6 separate regions of the Sus scrofa genome follow, and all the other regions are linked to region 5. The links are chromatin contacts, called in public Hi-C and promoter capture Hi-C maps. All regions are on one chromosome and are shown on one strand. The core of a region is the stretch at or near the end of the contact, and the rest is flanking DNA. Distances in the headings are between cores, read along the strand shown.

What was found. Promoter capture Hi-C pulls out the DNA fragments that hold promoters and counts their contacts. A called contact is a pair of places that touch in the nucleus more often than the background predicts.
Region 1: a contact with region 5 is called in a Hi-C map of skeletal muscle, with 6 times the contacts expected there. The contact joins the promoter of NOP58 here to the promoter of CDK15 in region 5. A contact is called at or near these places in 4 of 47 Hi-C or Micro-C datasets (embryonic fibroblasts, heart right ventricle and skeletal muscle) and 1 of 2 datasets of contacts at active chromatin or transcription factors (alveolar macrophages).
Region 2: a contact with region 5 is called in a Hi-C map of liver, with 5 times the contacts expected there. The contact joins the promoter of CASP8 here to the promoter of CDK15 in region 5. A contact is called at or near these places in 1 of 5 promoter capture datasets (fetal liver), 1 of 47 Hi-C or Micro-C datasets (liver) and 1 of 2 datasets of contacts at active chromatin or transcription factors (alveolar macrophages).
Region 3: a promoter capture Hi-C map of fetal skeletal muscle shows a contact between it and region 5, with 6 times the contacts expected there. The contact joins the enhancer-like site here to the promoter of CDK15 in region 5. A contact is called at or near these places in 1 of 5 promoter capture datasets (fetal skeletal muscle), 17 of 47 Hi-C or Micro-C datasets (adipose tissue, alveolar macrophages, brain and 10 more) and 1 of 2 datasets of contacts at active chromatin or transcription factors (skeletal muscle).
Region 4: a Hi-C map of liver shows a contact between it and region 5, with 4 times the contacts expected there. The contact joins the promoter of TRAK2 here to the promoter of CDK15 in region 5. A contact is called at or near these places in 1 of 5 promoter capture datasets (fetal skeletal muscle), 1 of 47 Hi-C or Micro-C datasets (liver) and 1 of 2 datasets of contacts at active chromatin or transcription factors (alveolar macrophages).
Region 6: a promoter capture Hi-C map of fetal skeletal muscle shows a contact between it and region 5, with 3 times the contacts expected there. The contact joins the promoter of SUMO1 here to the promoter of CDK15 in region 5. A contact is called at or near these places in 1 of 5 promoter capture datasets (fetal skeletal muscle) and 1 of 47 Hi-C or Micro-C datasets (liver).

Annotation. Positions count from the first base shown.
Region 1 is chr15:105,892,045-105,896,078 of Sscrofa11.1, forward strand. It overlaps NOP58 (nucleolar protein 58), which reads left to right and starts at 1,564. Exons shown (of 14, transcript XM_021075921.1): 1 at 1,564-1,826. The coding sequence starts at 1,782. LOC102166561 (a long non-coding RNA gene) reads right to left here and starts at 1,518. Exons shown (of 3, transcript XR_308179.3): 1 at 1,371-1,518; 2 at 451-539.
Region 2 is chr15:104,924,476-104,928,571 of Sscrofa11.1, forward strand. It overlaps CASP8 (caspase 8, apoptosis-related cysteine peptidase), which reads left to right and starts at 1,882. Exons shown (of 9, transcript NM_001031779.2): 1 at 1,882-1,928.
Region 3 is chr15:105,788,822-105,792,918 of Sscrofa11.1, forward strand. KIAA2012 reads left to right here. Exons shown (of 23, transcript XM_005672082.3): 16 at 152-242; 17 at 3,108-3,273. Among named protein-coding and RNA genes, the nearest start is that of SUMO1, 59 kb to the right of the region's middle. Within about 2 kb of position 2,025, at least 8 of the 83 cell types and tissues checked have an H3K27ac peak or open chromatin away from gene starts, as enhancers often do. A contact at or near this core is called in adipose tissue, fetal skeletal muscle, retroperitoneal adipose tissue and 1 more, where this site is marked.
Region 4 is chr15:105,054,491-105,058,448 of Sscrofa11.1, forward strand. It overlaps TRAK2 (trafficking kinesin-binding protein 2), which reads right to left and starts at 1,564. Exons shown (of 16, transcript XM_021075699.1): 1 at 1,362-1,564. STRADB (STE20-related kinase adapter protein beta) reads left to right here and starts at 728. Exons shown (of 12, transcript XM_003133587.5): 1 at 728-1,002.
Region 5 is chr15:105,399,822-105,404,015 of Sscrofa11.1, forward strand. It overlaps CDK15 (cyclin-dependent kinase 15), which reads left to right and starts at 1,349. Exons shown (of 14, transcript XM_021076193.1): 1 at 1,349-1,641. ALS2 (alsin) reads right to left here and starts at 1,331. Exons shown (of 34, transcript XM_021076185.1): 1 at 1,227-1,331.
Region 6 is chr15:105,847,149-105,851,374 of Sscrofa11.1, forward strand. SUMO1 (SMT3 suppressor of mif two 3 homolog 1 (S. cerevisiae)) reads right to left here and starts at 2,951. Exons shown (of 5, transcript NM_001112676.1): 1 at 2,940-2,951. The coding sequence starts at 2,951.

The DNA of each region.
Region 1 (4,034 bases), core at 314-2,813, 490 kb after region 5:
AAACAGTATTTTTGTTTATGACAGGTCTTTTGAAAATTGCTAATCCTCAGGAATAAAGTAACTTGTGGTTTCCAAAATGCTTTACAAAGGCTAGAGTATATAGAGGGAGGAGTACCCAGGGTGGGAGAAGGGGAAGGCCACGTTGTAAAGTTTGCCTTGTGACTTGCTTCAGCCGTCTTTGGCCGTCTCCCTCGTGGGACATCCCGTTTGGTGCCTCTCAGCATATGGCAAGTCCATGTAAACCCCCGACTGGGACTCCTGGTCTGACTGGGCTCAGAAGGTCTGCCTTATAGCCATATGAGGTCACTCAGGGGCTTAAATGGAAACTTGGATCAGGACTCCACACTGGCTTTGTGTCCATGACACGTCTCAGGCACACACATTCATTCTCCTTTCAAGAGGCAAATAGGAACTGAACAAAGTAGAAAGCAAAATCACAAGCTTGCTTACCTTATGAGTGCTGGTGTATCAGATCTTGGACAGGCCCCGGAAAGATGTTACCGGAATCCCAGTTCTTGTTCACGGAGCTGAAGAATGAACTTTGTGAACACACAGGCAGCAAGAAAGCAAAAGTCTTTATTAGAGAAAGGCAGATAGCTCCCAGCACAGACACTGCGAGGGAGAGGAAGATTTCCCACACACTAACTTTCTAAGGAGGTGTTATCTCTTAAAGACAGGGGTACCAACATGGGGTCCTGCTATCAGTCCTGCTCCCTGTTGGCCTTGCCCAGCACCTATACTGGGCCTTGTCCAATAGGGGCTTAGAGTCAGGATATACTCCATAGGCTTTATGGTCCTTTTGTTCTTCTTTCCCTTAGACTTAGAGTTGCCATTCTTTACATTCCTTTTCTAGCAGCCAAATGTGTAGATCAGAGGTTAATGTCCACAGATGTACTTTCAGTAGTTAATCTTCCAACAAGCAAGGGCTGTTTATCTTGATTTGTTTTTACAAATTTAAAACCGTGGACATTAATCAGGGAATATATGGAAGCCCGTGTTCCTACACTAACTATTGGAATTATTATTCTGCCTCACAAGTTCCCAGGCTAGGCGTTGAAACGGAGCTGCAGCTACCAGCCTAGCCACTGCATCATGGGATCCCAGCTGCATCTGCAACCTACAAGCCCCCAGCTTGCCGCAATGCTGGCTCCTTAACCCACTGAGCAAGGCCAGGGATCGAACTGCCGCTTCATGGATGCTAGTTATGTTCTTAACCTGCTGAGCCCCAAGAGGAACTCCCTGAAGGTTTTGTTTATTTTTGTTTTTAATTTCTTTTTTTGGCAGACCTACAGCAGGTGGAATTTCCCAAGCCAGGGATCGAACATGCGTTACAGCGGCGACCCAAGCCACAGCAGTGAACAAGACCGTACCCGTAACCCGTAGCCACCACCATTCTCCAAAGCAGGACAGTTTTCCCTTTCAGATTTTTCTGAGCTTGAGCAAATAAAACCGCGGTTGCGCTCTACGAAATCTCGCGATATTTTTACGGTCCTTTGTGGCGGGAACAAAACGGAAGCCAGGGCGACTCTGCTGCGCGTCATCTGTCGGAAGTGAAGTCACGTCCCAGAAGCCTTGGGGAAGGAGAAGCGCCGGGACGCTTTCTGCATGTAGTCAGGTGTGGAACGTTTTTGCAACGTGGTCTGGCTCTTTGCCGGACGGCGTGCGCCCAAGTGCTTGGCCAGCCGCGGCCTTGCGGGCCTTGAGGGCCTACAAATTTGGTCTTTTTTTCACTGGTTTAAGATCTCGTGTCACGCCACTCGGCGCCCTGACCCGGCTTCACCATGTTGGTGCTGTTTGAAACGTCCGTCGGCTACGCCATCTTTAAGGTAGGTGGGAGCCATTGGAGGGGGATGGCGGGTGTTGGGCAGGGGAGGAGAGGGAAAGACCTAAGGGGAGGACGACAGCGCTCATGTTCTCGTGGGTGCTTTTCTGCCCCCCTGGTCCGAAAGGAAGGGCCTGGAAGGTTTGGGCCTGGAAGGCGCCTATTTCGGTGAACACGTGGCGGCGTTGTTTGGGCCTCCCGGTTCTGTAAGGGGATTTGGCCCAGTTAGAGAGGTGGGCAGGTGCCGTATTAGAATTTTACAGGTTATGATAAAGAGTTTGGATTTTGTTGAGTGATTTGAGGAGTAATTGGGAGACTTTAACGGAGGAGTAAACTGATTTAACTTTATTAATGAAGTTGCTTTGCTGTGTGTGAAGTGGATTGGCGGGACGGGGTGCAAGAAAGGAAGCAAGGATATTTTTGCGTTAATCTAGACAAGATGAAGTTACTTGGATTAAGGTTTGTGTGGGTGGAAAGAAGTATTGGGAGAAAATTAGAAGGTAGAACTGATGGGATTGGCTGAGGGATAAAAGAATGTGAGTTTGGGGTTTAAGTGGGTGTGGTGGTAGGGAGAAGATTTAGGGATCTGGGAGGGTTACTAAAGTGTTACATTTTGGGCCGTTTTCAGCGTTTGATGTCTGTTAGACATGGAAATGCAGTGGTCATTTCAAGTTTGAAGCCCAGGGGAGAAATCTGAGCTGAAAATTTGAGTTTTGCTTATTTTAATTGGGAAAGTTTAAAATTAACTTCATCAAGGAGTTCCCGTCTTGGCCCGACTTAGGATCCATGAGGATGTGGGTTCGATCCCTGACCTCACTTAGTGGGTTAAGGATCCCTCGTTGCAGTAAACTGTGGTGTAGGTCAGCTGCCACAGTTCCAATTGGACCCCTAGCCTGGGAACCTCCATATGCCACGATTGCGGCCCTAAAAGACCATAAATAAATAAACAAATAAAATTGACTTCATCAGCAAGGAAATAATTGAATAAATAATTGAACAATGTGACTATCGTTTAGTAGGGTGCCATTGAGATGTTAAGAGAATGAGGTAAATTGAGTGGTATCCTGGTGCTCTACAAACATAGTAATGAAAAGCATATTTTTCATATGTACTGACAAGGTAAAAAATGCTAGATAAAATATGGTATGATTCTAGGCATCAATCAAAAAAACTGATATGGGTGCAGAGAGTGTGGAATGGTACCAAAACGTCGATTTGGTGCAGTTTTTCATTTTATTTTCCAAGTTTCTCTTTGGCATTTGAAAATACCATTTGCATATTACATTAAGTACTTGTTTTAAGAAAACCAATAAAGGAGTTCCCTTGTGACCTAGTGGTTAGGATTTGGAGCTTCCCGCTGTGGTCTGGTTCAGCGCCTGCTCTAGGAACTGAGATTCCATACTAATCCATTGCATGCTGCAGCCAAAAAAAGTGGGAAAAAAAACAGTAAGATAATTTAAAACCAAAAGCTGATATTTCTTATCTTTCCTCTCATTAGATTTGTCTGAATGCATTATTAGCAATTTTAAGGGACTTTAAAGGTCCATAGAGCCCAGGAATAGGTCCTTTAGGCTTTTCCCCATCTTTTTGCAATCTTCTCCAAGGTCTCAGCATTTTGCTCATGCCCCCCAAATTCTCATAGCCATTATAGTGTGTGGGTGTCTGGATGAGTTTCATCTAAATCGATGTTACAACAAACATCCTTAACTGGATGCTAAGGGGCGGGGGAGGTGTAAATGCACTCTCCACTGCTTGAATCCAACGGTGGGAAGGAACTGGCTTAGCAACTGTGTGGTTTCTAGACCCTGGGTCATAAAGTATAAAGTCATATGAGGAATTACTACTGATTTCTATTAATATAGAGTATCCTCCGTAAAAATAAGTCCTGGGTATTCTGTTGCAGTGTTTTGTTTTGTTTTGTTTTGTTTTCCTTTTTTTGTGCTTTTTTAAGGGCCACACCCGAAGTATATGGAAGTTCCCAGGCTAGGGGGGGTGAGTTGGAGCCACAGCCATAGCAACGTGGGATCCCAGACGAGTCTGCAACCTGAACCGCAGCTCTTGGCAAGACCGGATCCTTAATCCACTGAGCAGGGCCAGGGATTGAAACTAGTCCTCATGGATACTAATTAGGTTTGTTACTACTGATTCACAATGGGAACTCCTTCTATTGCAGTTTTTGATTTTACTTAAATTACTATTGAAAATTGTCAAA
Region 2 (4,096 bases), core at 632-3,131, 470 kb before region 5:
TTTCATCTTCCCACTCCCACTCTGTCTCCTACCCACCTCACTGACTCCCAAAGACAACTCTAAATCTTTTGATATGTTTCCCTGAATTGATCTCATATCTTCGCAAACTGTATCATTGTTTTGTGTGTGTACACTACTTTTGGAAGGCAGCTATGCTCACCCCTCTACCACCAACGCCACCGATACACTCCTTTTTTTTAACTGTGTGACCCGGAGCAAGAAGGCAATTTCTCCAAACCTCTGTTTCCTTATCATTAAATGGGATTAATACTCCCTCATGAGGTGGCCATGGGGATTTAAACGGATAATGACAGCCTTAGCCGCTTAGAACCGTGACTGGCCCTAAGTACTTAGTACGTGTTAGCAATTAGTATTACATATTAGAATTATTTGTATTGTGTTCCTATTGCATAGCTTGTTCTATTTCTTTTTTTAAGCAAGCACACTGCGCTGCAAGTTCTGCTTTTGGCCATATCCCACTTGGTAACCACGACTTGCTCTTCCACAATGGACAGGCTGCTCAACCCTATGTAAAGGCTGTGTAAGCACGTGCCCATCAATCCTTAGCCTGATCCAGCTTGCAAACGTTTGCCCATCTGATACGTACAAAGTAGGGAGCTCGTTGCTTTATTTTGCATTTTTCAGCTTCTTCATGAGTCTGAGCATCATTCATCCACTTTGGCCATCTGAGTACCCGGTCAGGGAACCCTGTGTTTCTATCCACTGTCCTTCTATAGGGTTTTTCTTTTTCCCTTGTTGATTTGCAGGAAACCTTGTAACATTCTAGATGTTGCTACTCTTGTGTCCTGGGAACATGGACACAAAAGTTTCAGTCTCTGCTTTTGTGATGCTCACAGCTGAGGACAGGAACTAGTCACAAAACAGCGGGACACCAACTGGCTGGATGCTCTGGAGAGTCTCGAGGGAGAGTCAGGAAGACCCTCCTGGCCTAAGAGTTAGCCGTGAAAAGGGCTTCATTCTGTTGGTGTGTTTTCCCTCATAATTCTCAGAGTGGAGTCAGGGGTAGCAAAGGGCCACCACACTTCTCCTCGGCCCTGGGCAGGTGGCCGGGCTCTTTCAGACACCTCATTAATCCTCAGGCATCCGTGAGATGGGTCTCTGCCCTCTGAAAATTTATATTCCACTTGGGGAGAAAAAAAAAAAAAAGCAGTTCTGAAGAAGAGAGTTATTTGATTTTATCCCCCTCTGTTTTTATCATCAGAAAACATTTCAACTGACTGACAGCAAAAAGGCAGGGTTAATGTGTATTTTGTTCTCTGTTGTATCTCCAGGCCCCAGGCCGTGGTGAGGACCCCAGGATTTGCCTCCTTGGTAAGTTCTGCTGGGAACTTTGCAAGGAAGGACTGTGCTTCTAGAATTTTCTAGGCAGCTGAAAGTGGGACCTGGTGGCCTCCGGGTCACGAGGTGATCGTTGTATTTGAGGGCCAGTGGGGAAACCATGAGCGTTTCTGTTGAAGGTCAGCAGAGCCTCTGAGAGCTGTGGTGAGGGGCCTCCATTTCTAGACCTCCTGGCCACGCAGGAAGGCTCCATGAATTGAAAACATTGATGTCTTCATCACAAATGCAGCAAAATCTGTAAACCCTTGAAAGAAGAGAGTGGTAAACGAGGGTCCAAGGGAAAATGACCTGCCCAAAGCCACACAGCCAGAGCCAAAGGTCAAGTGGCCAGGGTCCCCGCCCAGCCCTGCCTCCTGTTCTTGGGCTCTCTCCTGGAGCTCTAGACGGAGGTGCTGCCTGGAGGCTGGCCTACCTCATTCAGCCTAAGTGACTCAGGAGTTTCGAAAACAGGAAGTTAGTGAGCTGTGCTGTTGGTTCTTTATTCGACTTTTATTCTTGTCGTAGATGGGCCAGGAGAGAAGAGGCCTGTGAAGCGGCTGCCACGGTGAGGATCCCAGGATTTGCCTCCGGTAAGGTCGGATGGGCCTCTGGAGAGGAAAGCCTTTGATTTTAGGGTTTTCTAGGCGCTGAGTGTGGGAGCTGGTGGCCGCAGGGCCCATGGGGAGTTCCTTGTATTTGAGTGGGGATGGGGACCCTGGGAGAGGGAGCAGCTCCTCTGAGAGCTGTGGTGAGGGTCCCCAGATCCCAGATCTCCAGGCCCCTCCGGCTTCGGTTGGTCATTCCTGGGTGTTTTTTTGTTTTGTTTTTGTTTTTTTCATGATACTTCAAGCCAATTATGCTGGGCAGATGATCAAATAGAAACCAAAATTTAAATCTCAACTGACTTTCCTGCTATAGTTACCCATCTGCTGATACACAGACCCACCAATATAAACACATGCATCAACAGATACATGCGTGCACACCTAAGAATTCAATTGTTTATTTTTTTGAGAAATTGAAGGGGTGCAGAATAGTACAGGAATAATATAATGGCAACCACACACTGGTCATCAGAGACTTGTGCTTGTGAGGTTGAGCATTTATTGGTGAAGTCACACATCTCTTCGGTTTGGCTAGAAGTTTTTTGAGGTTTGGACACATTTTCTGGGGTGTGTGATAGTGCTGGCTGGGGCCTGCAGTGGACAGTGTTTGTCTGCAAGGTGGACCTCTGGCAGGTTCTGGGGGAACCCCCAGTTTGGGGCAGCCAGCCTGGGCTTGTGGGAGCGACCACACTATCACTTAAGTGTTTCGGCCTGACAGCAGCTTTCAAGTACTCTTGAGCGTTGAATGAGATACAGATTGTTGTCTCAGAAGACCAATGCAAATTTGGGGTTCCTTTTCCCTAGCTTTGAGGTAGTTTCCCAAAGGAGCAAGGGTGCTGCTGGAATGGTGCCCGAAGGATTGTTTGTGATTTGATGAGATTTATTTGCAATTATATTGCGGCATAAAAGGTGATTTAGGATTCTGGGATAAGACGCTGAGGTCTAAATCCAGGCTCCAGCATGTATTGGCTTGGTGTGTAAGGTTCTAATCCTCTCTTGGCATTAGTGGATTTGTTAAAAAGTCCAGTTTTCGTATTTTGGGGGTTTCTGTGGTCTTTCCAATTTTTAAATAATTTATAATCTTCAAAAACATTTTGATTATGTGTCTTTCTTCATTAAATTCCTTCACTGGCTTCCAACTGTAATTAGAATGAAATCCAAATCTTTGTGATGTCTGTCATTGAGGCCCTTGAGTGAGATGCTCAAATCTGGGCCTGATGCTTCTCACCAGCTTATTTCCAAAGTGATTTTTCACCATAGCAAAATGAGGGGGTAACAGCAATATCTTCAGAGGATTATAGTAAATGAGACAAGAAAAATACATGGTTATGCTTGTATGGTTATATGTTATAAACACATATATAAGCATTTACGTATATCAAAGTACTTTGGGGTACACATTTATTATAAAAATATTAGGTATGTATTATATAGTACAAATATCTTTATATGGACTTATTATTGAGATATATAATTTAAAGTGAAAGAAAACTTTTGGAGGCCTTTCCATTCCTGCCTGTCTCCTCCTCCTTATACATTATGTATCAAAATATTCAAAGTTTTATGTTCTGCATATGTAGATATGTGCATATTTTATGCATATATATATGAATATGTGAATAAAATTGGAAAAAAAACACCAGGTGTCACCCCCAGATTATTTCTTTTTTTTTTTAAAATATTTAAAATATTTTATTTCACCATTTTTTGCTTACATGAATATTAAAGATAGGACTGATTTAATTCTTACATTTAACATTCTATACAAGAGGTGTTTTTCCCCTATGGACCCCCAGATTATTTCTAAATGGCAAGTTTCTAGGTGGCTTTTCCTTTTCTGTTTAAAGTTCTCCAAGGAACATGTTACTTTTACTGTTTTAGGAAGGAGATAAATATAACAATGAATATTCTTTTAAAAATATTACTCTAACAAAGTTTCTAAGTCATGAGCTCATGCGGTAAACTTAGATCCATAAAAAAGGAAGTGCCTTTTTGGTCCTTATACTGAGGCCAGAACCTAGAGGTGGCCCGTTGTTAACGGTGTAAAATCTAGCGCAGGTGCTCATTCTTCCCAGGCACTACGACCAGAGATGTGATCTAAACAAAGGCTGAATCCCATTCCGCAGTATGTTCCGGAAAGCCTGGGTCAGAAA
Region 3 (4,097 bases), core at 775-3,274, 390 kb after region 5:
GTTTCTGCAGAATTTGCTAATTTCCTAGGTATAACATACCTTGCTTCACTAATTTGCATGCTGTTGACTACTCACCAGGTAGACGTTTTCCCATGTCTGGGATCACTGCCTGCTGTCCTTTGCTGATTAAGGATGCTATTTATCTTCACAGACCCAGAGCTCAGGAGTATGACCCTTGACTGTCTTAGTGCTTCCCTGGCTGAGGACATCCCGACCCCTGAGGCAGACACTGTCCAAAAGGCGTAAGTATTCAAAGCCGTCATGACATGGACTTTTCTACTTTTGTTTTTCTTTGTTTTGAATTAACTTTGTGTCTGTTTTTTTCTAAGAGGCATGAAGATTCTCAGCTAACCGACCCCTTGCTCTCACAGCCAGAATTAAATTATTGTCTAAGAAACAAAGATTCTTGGGGAGCATTATATTGAGATGTGTTTCCTACTTAAACGTATTTCTTTGGTTGGGTGAGTGAAGAGTAAACTTGAACTCTAACAGTGTGGAAGCAGCTTTCTCCATTTGGCCACATATCTGAGCTCTGCAAACCTGCCTAGAAAGTTGAGGTCTGTCAGGAGCCCCCTGGTGACACAGTGGGTTAAGGATCTGGCGTTGTCACTGCTGTGGCTCCGGTTGCTGCTGTGGCGTGGGTTCAGTCCATGGCTTGGGAACTTTTGCATGGCATGGGCAAAGCCGAAAAAAAAAAAAAAAAAGAGGCGTTCCCTTTGTGGCTCAGTGGCTAATGAACCTGACTAGGAACCATGAGGATGCGGGTTCAATCCCTGGCCTTGATCAGTGGGTTAAGGATCTGGCATTGCCGTGAGCTGTGGTGTAGGACACAGATGCAGCTCGGATCCTGCGTTGCTGTGGCTGTGGAGTAGGCCTGTAGCTGTAGCTCATATTCCACCCCTAGCCTGGGAACTTCCATATGCCATGGGAGTGGCCCTGAAAAAAAAAAGAAGGAAAATTGAAGTCCGAAAACTCAAGCTTGGTTTCGCCTCTTAGCATTCACTCAGCTCTGGGAAAATAAAAATGCCAATTGCTAACATGTTTAAGTGCTTCCTATGTGCTCACGTTGTGCTAACTGAGGAGCTTGGCCAGTTGGGCCCCGTCATTTGACGAAGCCCCATTTGGCAGTGGAAGCTGGAACAATAGGCTCTTGTGACATTCCATGAGCCTCAGTGACTTGAGAACCTGCCCTTACCTGCCTCCTGGTATAAAGATTCCTTCCTGGGTCAGAAAGGCTAGGTGTGGAGTTCCCATCATGGCTCAGTGGTTAACGAACCCGACTAGCATCCATGAGGACTCAAGTTCGAACCCTGGTCTCGCTTAGTGGGTTAAGGATCTGGTGTTGCCATAAGTTGTGGTCGCAGATGGGGCTCGGATCCCACGTTGCTTTGGCTGTGGCATAGGCTGGCAGCTACAGCTCCAATTAGACCCCTAGCCTGGGAACCTCCATGTGCTATGGTTTCAGCCCTAAAAAAAGACAAAAAGACAAAAAAAAGAAAAGAAAAGAAAGACTAGGTGCCCCCTAAGAACAAAAGGAGAAGGACACTTGGGTGGTAAGGCAGCTATCCAAAGAATTCCACTTTTAACTTTTATATCTCATCTTTTCCCAAATGGATTTAAACTACTTACAACCACAACCCCCAAGCCAAAAAAATAGAGTATCAAAAAGAATTTTTTTAAAAAACCTGGAAGAAAAGAACAAAGAACACCTAACCCTCCCCAAAATATCATTATAGTCATGGCGATTAAAGTTCAAACTTTCCAACTGAATATGAAAAAAAGAAAAGAAAAAGAAAAAAAGGAGCAACACGATCAGGTTTGTGGTTCTCATTTGCAGCATGCCTGTTCCTCAGGGGAAATAAAGGTTTTCCCAGCACTGAATTCTAAAGAATACTTCTGTGGGTTTTTATAGAGTGACATGGAGTGATTTAAAGACTCATATATTTACAGGAAGTTCCGTTTACCTCATTCGACAAATATTTCTCAAGTTTCTATAGTAAGGCCTGCCATAGCACAGCACAGTAAATATAATGCTGATTTAGCTAAAACATAAAATATCCAGGCCCAGGCCTGGCACACAGTAGCCGCTGCTGCAGCTGTTCCCAAAACCCATGCAGTTCTCTCTTGGTGACCTTTTTACCCAGAGAACATAAGTCAGCCTCAAGGCACATGCTAGTGACAGCAGTTCTACAGTGGGTCACACTTCCACAGCACATGACCTTTTGGTAGCTAAATTTGATCCAGAACAGAATTCAGAGGCATAAAGAAATGAATATATAGGTGAATGTCCCTAAGGCAATCTTTCTTAAAGGTCTTTTTTTTTTTTCATCTAAGCCTTTGATAGAAGAAATTTCAGTTAGATAATCCTATGTCACTTGATTAGCAGCATAAGTACGCAACTTCAAAGAGGCAAGCTAGTTCTCCTTCTCCCTCAAGTTTAGAACTTAGCCTAAGAGAACCCCCCCAAATGAAGACTAAACCGTCTAATCTCCTTTATTCTGGGAAGTGGTGACAGAAAGAGGGCGGACTAAGCGTTGGAAATGCCCACAGTGCGGCGCCTCGGAAAAAACAGGTGCTCAGTTAATGTTGGTTCATCTGCCCTCTTCCTGGTCCACCGGAGCTTTTTGTTTTTTCTTTTTAATTGAAGTATAGTTGATTTACAATATGGCAGCAGTCTCAGGTGTACAACAAAATGGTTCCGTTATACATCTTTTTTTCCTGGTTTTTTCCATTGTAGGTTGTAATGAGATATTAAATGTAGTCCCCTGTGCAATATAGTAAATCCTTGCTGTTTATCGAGTTAATATATAGTGGTGTGTACTCCAGAGTTTTTCTTTTTTCTTTTTTTTTTTTTTCTTTTTAGGGCCACACTTGTGGCATATGGAGGTTCCCAGGCTAGGGGTTGAATCGGAGCTGTAGTTACCGGCCTACACCACAGCCACAGCAACACCAGATCCGAGCTGCATGTGCAACCTACCCACTGAGAGAGGCCAGGGATCAAACCTGCATCCTCATGGATACTAGTCATGTTTTTAATCCACTGAGTCACAGCAGGAACTCCCAGAGTTTTTCTTTAGTTTGGTCCTGTTGGTTTTCTTTCTTCGAAGGGGCAGAGATGATAATGTGCACTGTCTGCACCGAGAACTCTCAGGACAGGAGTCTAAGTCCCCAGAGAGGTTGGGTCCTGTACACACATCTCTTCTGACAAAAGGAAAAGAAGAGAAGACTGAACCAAGACTGTTCAACCAGCAGACACCAGCCAACATCACCCATGTGAGTATAAACACCTAGAAGCTTGGTCCTAGGAGCCTACCTGGAAGGTGCTTCCATCAGGGTTACCGTGTACAGTTGTATAGATTGCTCACTATACAAGGGCACCTGCAAAGGGGGGATGTGGGAGCTGAAATTCGCTCTGTGGTCCATTCACCATGCCCCGCACACCACCATTGGGTTGGCTCCTTCTGAAGGATTGGGGTACCCATTTCTAATTTCAAAAGTACTATAAGGTACTAAAGGCACAAAGGTACTAAAAGGAAACCCAGCTTTCCTACACTCATATGACTTCTGACCCCAAATGTGTGAAAGTTTTCTCAACATCAACCAACTCTCCAGCTCTCTGGACATCGGCAGAGTATCCTACAGTTCAGGTGTGACATGAACTGCATGGAGTTAGCACAGACCCCACAGGTTAAGGGCTCAGTCCCACACCCCTGCTCCACACCGGACACCAGCCTCAAGTCCCAGGTAATCACCTGTACTTCTGACCAACAAGCTGTAAATAACGGGTTCCTACCACCCATCCCCAGGTTCAATAATTTGCTAGGACAGCTCACAAAATTTAGGAAACATTTACTTACTACTACAGATTTGTTACAAGGATATTTTATTTTATTTTTTGTCTTTTTTTTTTTTTTTTTTTTTTTTTTTTTTTAGGGCCTCAATCAAGGCATATGGATATTCCCAGGCTAGGGGTCAAATTGGAGCTGCAGCTGCCTGCCTACACCCCAGCCACTGCAGTGAAGGATCCTGAGTGAGGCCAGAGATCAAACCCATGTCCTCAAGGATACTAGTTGGGTTTGTTAACTGCTGAGCCATGG
Region 4 (3,958 bases), core at 314-2,813, 350 kb before region 5:
ATAGAGCTCTTTTCCACTATCGTCTCATCTCTCTCCCATCACAGATGGCGACTGAGGCTTAAGGTTTAACGTCCAGACACTAAAGCCGCTCATCGCTCGGGGATGGGGCACTAGGTGAGTACTGTCCGGCAGAGGATGGGATACTGCTAATCCTCCTCAGAGGCGCATCTGGGGTGAACCCGGGGACCAGAGTCCAATGCCCACCACTTCGCCCTTATCCTTAGAAAACCACCCGCTTCCCAGAGCGGGGCGGGGACCCGGCGAGCACCCAGCCCTCCAGTACCCAGCTCCGGCTCCAGTGTCCGCGCGCGACCTCCGAGGACCAGGAGGAGCGCGGGGCGAGGAGGCTCCTCTGCCTTCAAGAGAAGATGGCAAGAGCAAGTTCGGGTCGTGCGCGGGAAGGTTACTTACAGGAATAGCCCGGGGTCCTCGGTCCTGCGCCCGCGCTCCTTCAAGGAGAAGATTCTAAAAGCGGCGGCAGCCTAGGAGCAGCAGCCAAAGCGGCCGCCGCTGCCTGTAACCGCCCGGGCGTGGCAGGGACTGGTGGGCGACTTCACAACATCATCACTCGGCGACTTCGGTTTTGCAGCGACGCCGGCTCAATTACAGTCCCCCGCCCCGCACAATTGGGGAAGAGAGGACGAGACCCACTCTCCCAGCAGCCTCTAAGGCGCTAGCGCACTACCTGCTGGGAATTGCAGTTTCCTCTAGGCCACGCCCCTAGCACGAAAGGCCACGCCCCCTAACCGGCGGCCCCGAGGCGGGAGGCGGGGCCGCGACCCTGCAGCCGGGGTGGGGCGAATCCCGTCCCGGCGGGGTGCCCCGGGCTGGGGCCGAGTTCCAGGCCCACAGTCCCAGTCCGGGTCGCGCCGCCCTCTTGAGCTTCGCGGCCCGCGCTGGGAGCGGGCCTTGCGCTCTCGCCTTGCCCCTGGGCGGGCCGGGCACCCGGGCCCTGCACCTTTGGCTGCCTGAGGAGAGCTGCTGGCTTTGGTCGCCGCCTAGGTAATGAGGGGACGCCGGGCCGGGGAGGGTAAGGGAGGGACAGTTGGGACGTGAGGGAGCGCGGTTGCGTTCGCGCTAACCTCGGGAAGCCCGGGACTAGAACTCGCCACCCTGCCTCAAGCCCGAGCCCGGGCGGCCAGCGGGGCTGTGGAGGGAGCCCGGCTCTGCGTGGCGACCGGCCCGTGCGCCCCGCGCAGCTCCGGCTCTGCCCGGGAGTCCTGGGCCTCGCGGCGGCGGAGGCACCTGCGTGCGGCGTAGGCGGCGCCTGCTGGGGTTGGCGGTGCCAGGTGTTTGGGGGCCCATCCGCCCGCCGCGCTCTCCCCCGGCCCCGCCACCCCCACCCTTACCCTTGCTCTCACCTTTGGCCGTGCTTCCCCGCTCGAGAAGTTTCCAAACCGAGGACGCCCTCCGGCCCCCGCTCCGTGTGACACCTTCTGTGAGTTCGCTAACAAAGTGCCCCAAAACAGGACTCGGAAGGAAGCTTTTACATCATTAAATGCTCAAGCTGCGTTTGGTCCTCGGTATTTAAGTTCAGCGTTGTGTTGTTTCCTCGTGGGTTTGTTGTGTCAGGCACCTTTTCCCTTAGAACTTGATCAGAATTTGTGACAGCGCCTACCTAGCCTAGAGCCTGGCACACAGTAGGCACTTCGTAAATATTTTTTGAAAGTGTGAGTCACGATGCTAAGTTTGGAAAATTCTACTGAGTTGTGCGTCGCTCTAATTTTTAAGACTTTATGGGTTCCCAGGATCCCTTTGAAACTTACAGTAATCTTAGAGCTCTGCGCAGTTAAATCAGGTTTTTTGCATTCCCAGTAACAGTGGTCTCTTTTGGATGTTTACATTAACTAATTCTCTCCCCCCTCCCCAGTTGTGTAATTTAGATGCGCTCCTGATTTTCTCAGCAAGTGTTAATTTAACCTTTCAGATTAAAGCCTTAGGAGGAACCATTAATATAGAACAGATTTAAATTATTTATAAGGCTTTATCCTAATTAGCTTTTTAGATACAAGTGCAAGAGACCACACTGATGTACCTGTGAATATATTTAGAAATACAAGTCTCACCATGATTTTTTTTAAAGAATTTATATTTATACCTAGTGAAAGCGCATGCAGGAGAAAATTATGACAGCAAAGCTATCCTTCCCTCCCCCCGCTGCCCTTAGCAGGGGCAGCTGCTGCCTTGACCTCAAAATGTCTTATAATATTATCTCTTAATAGTCTGTCACATCTAAAGCAAAATCTCTGGGATTAACCCATGCACAGTTCTCACAGATTGTGTTTCTTATGAGTTTTTCTGGGAAAAAAAAAGTGTAATGGAGTTTACAAAATTTTTGTTGTTTAAGAACTTACTTATATTACGTGGGAAAAGCAGGAAACAAAATCCTGAGAACCAGGAAATTCAGTTAATCATGATATCTCTAATCTTACTGCTTGTGGGAATGTCCCCTACAAGTGGTCAGGGCCTTGTCTGCGGTGGTCACTAATGAGTGTCCCAAGTGCCTAGCACAGTGCCTGACCCATGACAGGCATTCATTAAACATTTGTGAAGTGAATACTTGGCTTTTTTAGTCAATAGCACAGTGACTTTCAGGTGTGTGGTTTTTTCATTTACTCGGATGTTTCCTTAGAATAAGTTAATGGAAGTGAGAATTTTATTAGGTCAAAAGGTATGAATATTTAAAAATTAATTGGAGTAGACTTGCAATGTTGTGTTAGCTTCAGCTGTACGGGAAAGTAAATCAGCTATACATATATCGATTCTTTTTCAGATTCTTTTCTCGTATAGGCCATCACAGAGCATTGAATAGAATTCCCAGTGCTATATAGTAGGCCTTGTTACTGATTGATTTTTGTATATATATTAGTTTATATATGTCCCAACATTTTTATCATTATTAAAACATTGCCAACCTGCTTTCCAAATGAGCCCTATTGTTTGGTACTGCCACCAATAATATCTGAGTGTACCTTTCAAAACATCTTCTTCAGCTCTTATATTGACACAATATTTGCTAGTTCTGAGCCCTTTCAGATGAAATATTCAATTTGATCTCAGTCACCTTGGAAAGTGGGCAGGGCAGGTGTTGCATTCCCCCTCTTGTAACACAGCAGACACCAGCGTCTTACATTGATGATAGTGAATGGCAGGTGACAAAATAATCAAGCACTCTCAGATTTTTCTTCGTCCTGTTTTCTGTCTTTGGTTTATACTGAATATCCTGAGTAAATTGACATCCTTCCCTAGCAATAAAATTGGCTGCTACTCTATGGTGAGCAAAGTCTTTTTCTTTCTCATTTTGTTCAGATGTTTGTAGATACCTTGATTAGACTTGGGAACTTCATTAAAATGAAATAATGAGCCACAATTTAGATGAAAGAGATATTGGTTAGGTATAAGGAAAGACCTGGCACTAGCAGGTTTAGAGCATTACCACCTTTTAGGAAAGATCTGGAAACTTTTGGTGGTGCTTTAGTAGCTCCTTGAATCTGAAGAAGCTCTTTTAACCCTCTGAATCTGTTAGAATCTTCATAAACTATTGAGCTTAGTACTCCGTTAATGAAAGTGGACAGAACTTATTTGTATGATTACTGCGTATCTTTCATATATGTCAGTAAATTCCAAGAAGTAAAAGAAATCAGATCTAAGAATCATAAAATAAAAAATATTCGACCTACAGAAACTATTATTTTTGTATGGAAATGACACAAAAAATTTTAAAACATATGGCGAGAAGAAAATGGTATTAATTCCTAGTCTGTTACTAATCCTGATTCTTTCCCAAATTTGCTGGTCAGTGACCCTAAGTGATTTAATGGTGATTAATCAGATGAGGAAGATTAATTACCTATTAAATCATTTTGGAAGATGCAAAGTTTACTTATAAATGGAACCATTGGAAATTCTTGGAGTATATTTATAGTTGGCACCATTTATTAACCAAAAGTGTGTCCAA
Region 5 (4,194 bases), core at 99-2,598:
AAGGCACTTTTATCCTCAATTTAGAGATAAGGAAACTGAGGTAGATAAGCAAACTTGCCCAAATTCAAAGATGTAAATGTATTTGATTGCAGGTCCAAAGCCTAGGATCTTCGCCACCATGCCTCTATTATTAAGATTAAAATACTGCAATTTACTGCAAAAGCAAATTCACTTTTTAAAATTCTTTGAGTATTCATTAACTCAAAGGTCAAGTGGTCACTTCAAATTATTTATATTTGTGATAAACCGAAAAAATACTGGACCAACAGGTTTGCTGAATTTCTGTACCTGTTCAGAATAAACACACATCACACAATTTTATTCTTCAAAGCCTTTTAAAAAATATTTACAACCACCAACAAATCCAAAAGGCACTAGACTAATGCTCTGCATTTTGTTCAACAGTTACTTCCTTTTCCATTCTCAACCAGAATGAGAATATTCTACTTGAATAGGCCACTTCAGCCTGGGTGTTTTTCCTTTTCCCCCATCAACAAAGCTCTAAGCAGTACACCACCACTTCTGCCAACCTACAGTTGTCTGCTTCCAAAATAGCCCTATTACCCAGAGGACCTATGCCAGCCTCAGGACCAGTTCCTCACGATAGCCCCTATATTATTTTCCTACCTTCACTTCTCAAAAGAACTTACCACCCTCTGCTGGATCACCTGACACGTCAAAAGACTTTGCTGAACTACTAATTCTTAACATCAAACTCATTTTCTTTTTCCTCAACAGCCCTTTCAAAGCATGGAAACCCTGGATCCACTCTCCACCACGATCTGCACCCAAGGGCAAACCCATCTGAGACTCTCACCAAGGTTCGCGGCCAAGGACCTCGGTTTATCTGCTCGGTGCCTAGAGTGGGCATTCAATACATCTTCCTGAATGAATGGGTGGAAAGCAGCGTGGGTGGAGGCGGGAAGGGGGGCGTGAAGGTATTTCACCAGGCTGAGATCTCTGAAGTGGCGCCCGGTCCTGGGAGGGAGGAACCGGAGCGAGTGAGAGAACCTGGGGCCGTCGGGTGCTCACAGACAGGCAGACGCAGTGGGTCAGACGCCGGCTTGAGAGAACGCCGGCGTCGTCTCCGTGGGTCGCCGCAGCGCCCTCCCGGGCCTCGGCCTGCGCCTCCGCCTTCCTCCCAGACCCGGCCTCTCGCACACTGGAGGCCCCGGCCGGTCAGCCATCGGAAACCACGGGCCAACCCGGGACCCGCGCTCGCTCACCTGACGCTCCACCGGCAGCACCACTGTCTGCATCCGGCGCGAGCCTGGCAGCCCGGCGGGTGCGTGAGATCAGCTGATTCACGGGGGGCGGGGCCTCCGGGCAGGGGCGGGGCTGCGGAGTGGAGAACGGGAGGGGGATCACCCCCGAAGTTGGGTGGGGTTAGATGGCAACGGCGTCTTGTAGGGATCAAAATTACTCAAGAGGCGTTAGGCACTGTGGGCAACGTTCCCAGGAGTGCTGCCTTTTCTTTAGGACCAGGCAGAGTATATATGCCTGGGATGCACTTGAGCAATGACGTAACATGGCGTCGCCGGGACCTAATTATCCGATCGCTTCCATGGTAACAGATGGTGAAGAGAGAGGTTGGGAGCTGCAGATATTTTGCTGCCACCTCAAACTGCAGGAGTCCGAACGGTAAGTTCGCTACTCTTGACAGTGAAAAGGCTAAAATGTCTTCAGACTTCTTCTATGGACTGTACCCTAAAGTAGTCACTTCCTCCCCCGGGAATGACGTCATCGCCACGCGGCGCCGTTAGCGCTAGTATCCACACTGATTTTGCTACTTAGTTGCGACCCCAGATGATGGAGTGTGGTAGGAGGGTATGAGATAGCTTCTCCTATGATCCCCACTGGACTCTTCCATATATAATCCGAGTAAAGCCAGTTTGCCCAGCACAGTTTCACGACGTCTGCTTGTTGGAGCCATAGCCCTACCCCGACTCAACTCTCACCCCCGAAGTCCCCTCATGAAGATTTTCCGAAGCCGCCACTCTTGGCCCATAGTGGGTGTAAACTCTACTGCTAGGCAGTGTGCCATCTCTGGGCCTGCAAACCCGTGTTCAGACCATCAGTGACAGATGTGCAGTCAGGGTCTGAAGCTCCTGTGCATACTGCATACATGGTTTAGTAGGTTCACCAACATCCTCAACTCAGTTGCCTCCTTGGCCCTCCATCACCTGCAAAACAGTTGTCCTGCAACGATTCAGCTAACCTTGTTCACTCTTGCACCAGTGCTGGAAATAACGTGGTCAGGCAGTCTTGCTAAGCCCCAAACTGTCCTTAACAGATTGCTACTCAGAATTTCTTCTATCCCCATTCCCTGCTATTCCCAACCCACACACTCCTAACTTTTTACCCAACTCTACCCACCCACCCTCTTTGGTAAAATTTTTAGAAATAAAAATACATTGCCTCCTACATTTCTGAGGAAAATGAGGCCACTAGGAATGAATTTCCTTAACTCCCACCAGCCACTGTTACAAACCCTACCTGCAACCCCAGCCTTCCTTTCCTTCTCCCTCTTTCTCCTTGTAAGTGCTCTGTCTCTCAAGATGAATCCCATCCAATCCCCTTAGAGGCATGCTCCATTACTTATCCCTTTTTGTGTGTTTTCAATCTCACTGTCTCTTGTTACTCTTCCTCTAAAGATGTAAGCCAGTTCCAGCATATCCTGTCTTTAATTTTTTTTTCCTTTATCCTCCTTTCTTTTGCAACCTACTTTTCTACCTTTACTTTCTGACTTCCCAATCTTCCTCATCCCACTTTACAATCTTTACTTTGTCAGGTCTACTGAAACCAGTAAGTACCGTCTAATCTTGAAATCTAATGATGCAGTCTAAGAATGGAACTTCTGTGACTTCTATGAAGTCATTTAAAAGAAACAAGATGATCTATATGTATGATATGGAATAATCTGGATGTTAGTTTAAGAGAAAAAAGCTAAATGCTGAATAATGTGTATTGTATTCTACCAATTGCATGTTATGTATGCCTTTTCATAGGAGAGAGAAAGAGAGGTTCCTTGTCTCTGTATATGCCTATCTTATTTCTGAAAGGATGTATTAAAAAAAAGTGACTGACACTGGGCAGGAGAATTGGGAACAGAGGCAGGAAGAAAACCCATTTTTCACTGCATGCCCTATTATACCATTTGAATTTGTAACTTTTTCTTTCTTTCTTTTTTTTTTTTTTTTCCAGCATATGGAAATTCCCAGGCTAGGGGTCCAGTTGGAGCTGCAGCTGCTGGCCTCCTCTACAGCTCACGGCAATGCGGGATTTTTAACCCACTGAGCAAGGCCAGGGATCGAACCTGCATCCTCATGAATATTAGTCATGTTGGTAACTGCTGAGCTGCAGTGGGAACTCCTGAACTTGTAACTTTTCAAACTTATCTTTAAAGCTTTCCAATGTGAGAAAAAAAAAAAAAAAGCATAGAGTTTTCAGTCTTATCTTTCTTTCCCTGTTTTTCACCTTGACTTCTGGGACCCATTTCTTCTGGGTTTTCCTTCTACTCCTCAGACCTTTCCTTTAGCTTTTGAGACTCGTTCTTTCGCTTGTCTCTTAAATACATGAGCTAAATAAACACTTCTGTCCTCGGCACTAGAGAGACACAACAAGGAACAAACAGACGAGTCCCTGCTGTCATGGTTCTTGCACTCTGGCGGTTTGGAGGACAGTCGCCAGAAATGGCAGCCATCACTTCCTCCTCTCATGTATACAGATTCCACTCTTGACCTCAGGAGATGGAGTCTATTCCTCTTCACCTGAATTTGGGCTAGCCTTGTGTTTTTTTTTTTTTTCCCCTAACTAATAAAATGTGGTAGAAATGAGGTTCTGAGACTTCTGAATCAAGGTCTTAAAAAGAACTGGTAGCTTCCACATCCCCCTCTGAGAAGCCAGTGCCATGCTCTAAAGGTGCTCCAACTATACCACAGATTCAGAAGAGACACTGTGCAGAGATAAGCCACATGGAAGAGCATTAAGGGGCCAGCATTCTGGACCTTCCAGGCCAGCCCAGTTACTGGCTGAATGCAGCTGAATGAGTGATACCAGCCAACATCAAGGGAAGCATAACCGCCTGGTTAAGCCTTCCCTGAATTCCTGACCCAATTTCCCAAGAAAGGGTAACTTGTTGCTTTAAGCCATGAAGTTTGGGAATGGTTGGGTACACAGCAATAACTGAAACAA
Region 6 (4,226 bases), core at 1,701-4,200, 450 kb after region 5:
CATTTGAAGCAAATCAGCCATCCAATTATTACATATTAACAGACCTGAATTGAACAGTGGCAGTCCATGCTGCCTTTGATGATTTGGTATGGGAAGAAACACTATAAACATTAACACAGGGAAGAAGGTAGGAAAAATACCTGTAAAAATTACCTTATCAGTTTGATATTAAGCTTCTGGTTCTATATAAGTGCTCAGATTTACTCCAAGGTGAGATATAGCTAAAAGTGAGCACTCAATCAAATCTCTATTACTGCTCAAAGGCTAGTCCTTAACCTTTTTGAGGGATCATATACCCCTAATAAAAGCAACAGATTCTTTCTCCCTAAAAAAAATACACAGGCACAAATACAACTTCCATACGATTTCAATGGATTTTCAGCCCTTAGGGTTCATAATCCTCTGGTTTAGAACCTGTATTAGAGGATTATTCAATAACAGTCCACTGGATAATGCTGGCATTGTTAGAATTAAAGTATTTCACTCAAATTCCAAAAATAATCATTTTTCATTTATCAGTGGAGAATCCAGCAATTCAAGTCTTGTGTGACTTTCATGTCCACCTATTTTAACTTGTAATTATTACTCAATTTCACTATTTTAGCACCACACATAAACTTCTGAGAGGTGTCTCAGAAAGTACGTCATTCTAAAACAACTTGGTTTATAAGATTGTCCTTTGGGGACAGTGGTTTAGACTCATGCTGCTGATATGAGTCTTACTCTCACTCATAAGCCTCGTCAGAGTAAGTGTTCAGCTTCATACATCTTTAAATCCTTAGCACTGCAACACTAAAATTGTACTGGGTCCTGATTATTAATAATGATGCTGGTCAATCAGCCTAGAGCAACGGTCCTCAAATTTTATGCACTCAAGACTCTTTTACACTCTTAAAAATTATTTAGAACCTCATAAAGCTTTTGTTAGGTTGGTTATACCTATTGAGATTTAAGTATTAGACACTGAAACTGAGAAATGTTTTAAATGCATGTTAATTCATTTTAATATATTAGCAAATAATATTTTATTAAAAATATTTTTCAAAATCAAAAGTAAGAAAAGTGCCAAAGTTCTGCATTTTTGCAAATCTCTTTAATGCCTGGCTTAATAGAAAGCAACTGGATTTCCATATCTACTTCTACAGTTCAATCTGCTGTGGTATTCCAGGTCATGCCCATCTTTAGAAAACTCCATTGGGCACTCATCAAAGAATGAGAGTGAAAAAGACAAACAATGTTCTAGTATTATCATGAAAATAGTTTTGGCCTCAAGGACCCCCTGAAAAGAATCTGAAGAACCTCTGGCTTAGAGCCACCTGTTAGTATCCTAGGTCTTTTATTTCTTCCTTTGTGTCACTTTTAAATGGCTGGAATTCAAACTGGAGCAATAAATTCTACAATTGACTTTATAATTCCTTCTGTACATTGCTCTTTCATCAGACTATAGTAAAATTTCAACATGATTCTTAGCTACTTCTGCGCATCAAAATAAAAGGCTGATGAAACTAGGCATTTACACCTGTTCTTTCCTGTCTGGTAACCAAGTAAACAACTATCTAGGGAGATAGTTATAATGCCATTCCTATACCAATTTGAGAATTAATCTAGACTGTTAGTAAGAAAATCGACCCAAAACCAATCTAAATTATGGTTTAACTTTAAAAAATAATGTACATTTTGCCCAACAGTACAAATCCACAAAAGTTTCACTTGCTATCACCAAGTGGTACAAAACTGAACTAGGTTAAAAGCCAAGGGAATAAGTGTGTTAAATTTAAAAGTTCAAGTAACTTATACTGTTGAATGAAAAACAATTTTCTAGGTAACTATCACTAAACAAGCAAGGTCCAAAATTACTCTAAAAAGTCAAAGTCATCTAAGCGACAAAACAAAGTCCAGACCAAAAACTCTAAAATGTAAAAATCGGTCATAAACATGGTTACCTAGAAAAGGACGAGGAAGAAAAATTTACCACGGAAAATCGAACACTCCTGATTGAGTGCAAATTCCAAATAAACTCCTGATATTAATGAGACAGAGCATTTTGCAGTAACAGGTACCTTTCTGCAAATGTTTGCAACTGCTCTACATACAAGAAGTTTTCCTATCCCTTTCCTCAAAGGTATCAGTCATCTTCAGATTAACGCCCAGATGAAATGCTTTCTGTTGCTCTAGAAGTTCTGTTCTACTTTGTTTCTCGGTTATTCTGAGTGCTCTCTTGCAACTGGAGAGCTGCTGAACCAATCCCGAGTAAGAAATGGGAAAGTACAAGAAAAGAGGCGACAGCTCTGCACCCCCACACGGAAAAGACTCAGAGCAGAGCGGCGGCGGCCCGGCCCTAGCTGCAATCCCAAAGGAAAGCAGAGCTTTCTAGGTTCCCAGCAACACGAGAGACAGCGTCTCCCTCCCCCGGCCCCCACGCCCCCACTCCGGGACTATCTAAAGACCAAGAACCAGAAAGTGGAGTCCACCCGCATTTCAGGGCCACAGAGCTTCCTGGGCAGGGATTCTCTCCCGTTACATAACTGGGGCCTAGGGCCCTGCTTCTGCAACCAGTCCTCTGGAGAGGCAAGACGACGGGTTCCGCAGGGACCCTCTCCGGGAAGTGGAAGCTGGGCTCTGCACCTGGTCGGCCCCGGAGAAAGAAGGGGGACGACTTAAGTGAGGCCGCGGCCAGAGGCGCTGGGGCACAGGGGGTGATGAGTGAGCCCAGTGAGGGACAGGGCGGCTCCCAGAGGCCCGCGGCAGGCCCCGGCGTCTCCAGCCCTAGTCCACTCCCCTCCCTTGCCAGCCAAGTCCCCACCGGCCACCCCCTCCCCCCATTCCGCGCTCCCCTCCCCCGCGCCTCCATCCCCCCCCCCCCCGCCCCAGCCGAGCAGCAGACGGACCTACGGAGTAAGGCCTCCGCCACCGCCATCGGACTGCTCCCAGCCCAGTACCTGGTCAGACATGGTGACGGTGACTTCACCCGGGGTCTCCGCACAGCAGCGGCCTCGGGTAGGCAGAACCTCGCTCCGGGGTTTACAAATCCGTCTCTCTTCCCCACAGCACAACACCGCGGCTGGAGGGACTTCCGCTACGCCTCGCGTCACTTCCGCTACGCGCTGTGGGGAGGGATAGGGAAAAGAGGAAAGGCGAGGCGGGAAAACGGGTGGAGGGGCTTCCCGGAGGCGGGAGGGCTGAGGGCGGCTTTAGTGGTGGCCGCGCGAGTGAATTAACGAGGCCCCCTCAGCAGCCCTGAGACCAGGCCCTGTGCCTCGGTCCCGAGCCCATCCCCCGGGGAAAAGTTCCAGGTGCCTAAGTCAGCGTTCGGAACCGTACTGACAGCCCCGACTCCTCCCTCTCTCTCGGACACCTTGCGCGTTTCTGAAGGCTGAGCCAAGATACTTCTATTGTCTCTCCCTGGCCTTGTTTGACAACCTCCCAAAATCAATTGGACTTCTTACCCTAGAGCTGTCATTTTTGGTTAACCAACCCTGGCCAACACAGAACCGTCATTAAACGAAATAAAACACCATCCCATTGGACACGATTTTGATGGCTATAGATGAAAACGGTGCTGCTGAAAAGTTCTAAACTGGTGGAGCTAATTTCAATACTTGAATTTGTTGCTTTGAGTTTAAGAATGGTCTGTCTATGAGGTCTTCAAAATATCGTGGCCCTACTGGCAAAAGCATAGAATAGAATTGAGATTCCAGAACAAATCAATAAATCTTCACACATCAATTAATTTTCGACAAGAGTGCCAGGATAATTCAATGGTAAAAGAAGTCTTTCAACAAATGTTAATGGGACAACTGGATATCCATATGCAAAAGAATGAATTTGGATCACTATCTCCCAACATTTGAAAAATTAGCTTAAAATGGATCAAGTCCTAAATGTAAGAGCTAAAACTATAAACGCTTAGAAGAAAACGTAGGTATGAATCTTCTTGACTTTGGATTAGGCAAAGGCTACTTAGATATGACACCAAAAGCACAGGCAGCCAAAGAAACATAAATAAGACTTCATCAAAATTAAAACTTTCTTTTATGTTGAAAAAACAACTTAAGGAATAGGAAAAAATGTTTACAAATAATATATCTGATAAAGGTCTAATATTAAAAATATGAAAAAGGACTATTATAAGTCAACTATAAAAAAAGAAATAATCCAATTTTTAAATGGACCAAAGATCTGAATAGAAATTACTCCCAAGAAGATATACAAATGGATTTGAAAAA